Linked DNA regions of Bicyclus anynana: region 1 is linked to region 2. Evidence: chromatin contacts called from public Hi-C data. All regions are on one chromosome and are shown on one strand. Each heading gives the region's core, a stretch centred on a gene start, on an enhancer-like site or on the middle of the called end of the contact. The rest is flanking DNA. Distances are from core to core; before and after follow the strand shown. Region 1 overlaps LOC112054591 (homeobox protein homothorax). Region 2 has its middle 12 kb from the start of LOC112054591.

The links. A called contact is a pair of places that touch in the nucleus more often than the background predicts.
Region 1: a Hi-C map of whole larva shows a contact between it and region 2, with 7 times the contacts expected there. The contact joins two enhancer-like sites. A contact is called at or near these places in 2 of 2 Hi-C or Micro-C datasets (whole body and whole larva).

Annotation. Positions count from the first base shown.
Region 1 is chr21:13,590,758-13,593,457 of ilBicAnyn1.1, forward strand. All of the region lies in intron 11 of LOC112054591 (homeobox protein homothorax), which reads left to right. Among protein-coding and RNA genes, the nearest start is that of LOC112054612, 94 kb to the right of the region's middle. Within about 2 kb of position 1,279, at least 8 of the 8 cell types and tissues checked have open chromatin away from gene starts, as enhancers often do.
Region 2 is chr21:13,210,752-13,213,451 of ilBicAnyn1.1, forward strand. No RefSeq gene overlaps it. Among protein-coding and RNA genes, the nearest start is that of LOC112054591, 12 kb to the right of the region's middle. Within about 2 kb of position 1,335, at least 2 of the 8 cell types and tissues checked have open chromatin away from gene starts, as enhancers often do.

The sequences.
Region 1 (2,700 bases), core at 29-2,528, 380 kb after region 2:
TGACTAAGGACCCCGTATGGGTTTGAAACTAGTCGGGTATACTCCGACGTTGTATCACGTGAGTTTTAATAATACTCAGTTTAAATTCTAAAATAATTAATTCTTGTCGTATCCTTCTCAGGTAGGTACCTACCTACGCTTTATACTTTCACCATTTAATACAAGCAACGATCGGTCTATACTGACTGCTATACCTAAAGCTGTTCTCAAAACCACCTTATCTTTGTATCTCAAGACATCCAAAGCAAAATGCTAGGTGTCGATTTAAAAAAAAAAACAAAACAGCCAAACAAAAAAAAATAACGTTCCCACGATAGAGTGGTCGCGAATCGGAAAATAAAAGAAAACTTAGTTCTCTATTTTTGATTTAGGTAAATAAACAATGGCGTAGATACCAACCCAAGGTGGACGCGTAAACTATTTTGATTAGAATGCGTTCCCGCCAAAAAGCCGCCATGATATTTCTCAACTTGTCAACTGCGCGTCGGTTTTTGCCGCCATTCCCCAAACTCGCCTTGAAGTCTTAATTCTGGGACTTTTTTCCGACCATAAACAATTTGCGATTTATAGATGGACAGATAGAACCATCGACAATAGTCATTTGACCATTTCCAATCGATCGAATGAGCAGTGATTTTTGGACACGACAATTTTTATTTTTGTGAATAATTTCCAATTTTTCGTAGATAGAGGACATTCATAAACGAAATTTATGTCTGGTGAGTCACTATTAGTTATAATGCTATAATGGTATAATGGTAAGTAACCACAGTTCAGATGTGGGCTCTGAGGCACCAGATTCAATTAAAGAAAAATGTTTTCTAAGAAGGTACCAAGTTACTATTTAAAAAAAGATAACCTTCTTAATGAATGAAATACCAAAATGGATATTACAAAACGTTTTTATATTTCTGAGGACAATATTTTAAAAAATAAGGCATAATCCTTCGTTAAAAGAAATGAAAATGAAACATAAATCAACCCTAACCCGTAACGTAATACAACAATACCTACTAATCGTAAAATTGGCGATAAATGTTTAAACAAAACGCAGCCAAACACCCAAACACCCAAACACCGCCAGATCGAGACATTATCAGAATTTACACCCAGTTATAACGTTTACGCAGAACCTAATCCGTCGTTTTCCTTTTTTGCGGACAGTCGAAGTGGAAAAACAAAGCATCGATCAAGCCCGCTCGCACTCACATAAATCAGATGGACGTGAAAGAGACAGGTGCAAGGACGGCCAGTCGATTTTACAAATGGGCGGAGCTCACTGTCGACAACGAAACAAAAGAGTGAAAAGGCGATAATCGCAAGTGCAACGTGCAGTGCGTACGAGCGAGAGGGTGGCTTTCCATTTTTTTTTATTCTAGCGCCGAGGAAACGCCAAGGCGGTTGGGAAATCTAGAGAAAAACGTGTAAGTGGGAATTGGTTAGGAGATTCGTTTGAGGTGTTGCCTGTTTTATTATTAATCCTTAGGTATGTTTGCACATGTCCGAATAGGTTTTCGAGTAATGTTTTCTTTTTATTATCATACCTGTGAATACCTGTAAAAAACGGCGTTTTATAATTTAGCTAAATTAAATAAGTCATCGATAAAATATGTTTCAGTTTATTAGGAATAAAAAAAATTTATACATTTTTCATTAAAGATCTTTAGTTTCCATTCCATTCATATGTGTTTTCCCATGTATGAACTGGAAAGACCAAGGTTTGATTCCCCGACCGGGTCAATTATGCGGGATTAAAATAAATTTTAAGACGCCAATAATCTCACCGAGTAGAAAGGTTAAGGCCTTTATAGAGCTGGAAAAGGAGGAAAATACAACAGACAGGTAATAAAAATTTAAAACTTCAAATACAATATGAGACAGATTACTTAACTAAAGATTTGTAAACTTTATCTAAAGTAATATTATAAAGGGATTTGATATATAATTTTGAAATTACTGGTAGGTACTATTTTAAAATGTGGGATTTGTTAAAAACTGAATTCCACGCAGATGAAGTCGCGAGCGTCCGCTAGTATAGGCTGTATTGTATCCCAAAGGAATCAGAATTATACGGGTGAAATCGCGCGGATCTACAGTTACTCTATAAAATGTGTTACTCCCCATCAACTAGACCAGCCGCGATGCAGTTTGATCGTGACCGTGAAGCGTGACCCGCCGTCACTCAGGCGTCGGCGCCATGATACGAAAATTGCTCAAATTGCTCAAATTGCTCGATGTGCTCAAATTACTCAAAACATGTTTAATTAACCAATTTGTTCCGTTTGTAACCGATTCAATTGTGAGCCGATGCGGTCGCGTGATGTTGGTGGAACCTATTCGATGCTGTCCATCTATATATACCTATCTACATACCTATTTACTTACTATTGTCCATGTGAAATATTTAAATTCGTTTACGTCAACCCATATTCGGCTCACTGCTGAGCTCGAGTCTCCTTTCAGAATGAGAGAGGTAAGGCCATTAGTCCACCACGCTGGCCCAATGCGGATTGGCAGACTTCACACACGCAGAAAATTAAGAAAATTCACAGATTTGCAGGTTTCCTCACGATGTTTTTCCTTCACCGAATGAGACATGTGATATTTAATATCTTAAAATTAAAATGGCAGATGTAAAATATCAAAATAAAGTTATTAATGGTAATAAGTACTTAGCAAATTCATTGGAAAAAGCATAAA
Region 2 (2,700 bases), core at 85-2,584:
TTTAGCTTCCTTACATTAAATGTGACATTTTTTAATATGTGAACTATAAACATAAACGCACAAATAACAAAGATATTAGTAATTTTGTTTGAACGCACATACAAATCTAACGATCATTAAGTATCTACGACGTCATTAATTCGTGCCATTATGTATGGGGCGTTTTTCAGGGATCCGCGACAGCGCCGCAAATCTGACTCTTTAAATCCCTGTAGCTCCGAAAGTAATGATCGCAGATACCTTGCTCCTTTTACAAAATTGCTTTACTATTAGCGTACTCTTAATTTATATACAATTAAAAAAAAACTGTTATCATCCCTATTCTACAACTATTCCTTCCAGGGTCGTATTTATCGTATCAGCCGTATCTTACGTGTTTCACTTCAGAAATTACAAAAGGCAAAAAAGCAATCTTATCTTTCTCGGGTTAATCCTAAAAAATTTACTAAATTAGAAATTTAGCCATTTTCTTTGTTTATTTCAATGTACCTACACTCGATGAAATAAAATTAGTATGTACCAACATTTTGGCACCAATTTTACATTGTGGTGATAGAGTTAGGCGTAAATAAAAAACTAAAGAGATTTTTCGGGATTTTTACTAGCCTTTGTAAATACAACGAGTAGACACAAGTTTTATTTACAAAACTGTGTTATGTGTAGAAGTTTTTAAAATCATGGTACACTTCAGTTCCATACATTTTTTACATGACAATTTTTTTTAACCGGGTCATCTAATGAAAAAAAAAATTATTGCACTCAAAGCTTCTTCTACAAAACAAATAAAACATTAGTATTTTTTTATTATTATTTATTTATTAAATTAGTACCTACTATAGTAAGTTGGTAATTGTGTCTAGTCACCTAGAGACAGTCTGGAACTGTGATAGCCCAGTGGATATGACCTCCGCCTCTGATTCTGGAGGTTGTGAGTTCGAATCCGGTCCAGGTCATGCACCTCCAACTTTTCAGTTGTGTGCATTTTAAGAAATGAAATATCACGTGTCTCAAACGGTGAAAGAAAACATCGTGAGGAAACCTGCATACCAGAGAATTTTCCTAATTCTCGGCGTATGTGATGTCTGCCAATCCGCCTAATGTACTATTGGCCTAACCCCTCTCATTCTAAGAGGAGACTCGAGCTCAGCAGTGAGCCGAATATGGGTTGATAACGAACGAACGAACCTAGAGTCAGCCAACGCCTTGGAAACCTGACGTCCATCGGCTCTTGGAACTAAATGCTACAATATATAATGAGACGCAATAATCCTTGTCAAATGAGTGTATTAGTTGTTAGATCACAAACTGTGCGTCTGTGCGTTTGTGCGTCTAATCCGGGCGGAGTGGAGCCCCGGTGCGGCGAGACATGTGCGCGCGCATCTGTGCTGCGTGCACAGTGTGGAGACGGCTTTCATATAACATATATATTTTATATATGTTATATGAAAGCCGTAAGAAAAATTAACGTGACAGACGGACACGCGAGTGATCTTTCAAGGGTTTATTTTTTGTATGTAATTATTGCGGAACCTTAAAGAACTAATTCCGTATTATCATTAAAATAGACAAACCATTTTAATGATCTTCTATTAAGGTTATGCATTTATCCATAAGTAAATTACTATTAGTGGCTAAACCCACCATCTGCTCCAATGATAATGGTTGAGCGATGGTTGAACGCGTTCTGAGAGGCACGGGGGTGTAAAACAACCAAAAAAAAAAATTCCCTACTTCAGGTTGAAAATTTTTACTAAGATTTTTTTCAAAGAAAGAAAGTATAATGTGTTCCGTAGACCAAAACTAGAATCCACGGTCTCATGATCCGATGTAACATAGACTAACCTTATTCCTAACTGTTATTGTTTTTTTTATTCTATCTTTACTACACATACAACTAACCAAAATCAATTCAAATCGTACTATCAGTTAAGAATGATCTACTGAGAATTGGAGCCAAAACAGTAACTTTCGACCGTAGTGCTGTGGCACTCAACAAAAATGTTCTGCATTCGATTCCCAGAACGGGTCAGCTTGAGATTTCGAAAATAAGCCGTCCCAAAAAAAAGGAAATTCATATCGCTTGATACAAACTCCGGTTTCTCATACATACCTATTTTTTTTTCCTGCGGGAATCGGCCTGTATGGACTCTTTGCTGGTACGCCAAGTGAATTAGCGTTTCGGTACGATGCCGCGTAGAAACCGTAAGTTTTCGTATTTCGTATTTAAGTCCATGCAACACCGAACATGTCCGATGAACCGAACTTGCTACGATCCTTGTAGGTACATATCCCTTCATCAAAATAACAAAGAATATCCCTACTTTATAAAAAGCCGTCTCCATAGTGTGCCAGCTCGCCCAAATCTTAACAAATGTAGACGCAGAGCTCAAGCCGGTATAATTATCCTTTATTTTTTCTCCCGCTCTAATTCCCGCCAAATGATACGTTCAGATTAACAACAGCTCTACGGTCTTGATTTTGTTCAAATTTGACAAACGTCGTGATGAAATATTAGCATATTTAATGAGTTACCTATACGTTCATTTTTTATAGTTTACGCAACCTTATGGTCTCATCTTCATCATAAGCTTATGGTCTCATCTTCATCATTATTACCCTCCCTCTTTACCAAAGGTTGCGTTAGAACACCAGCAACTGCAACACACATGCATTAAAAAATCAACATTCATTTCATTCTGG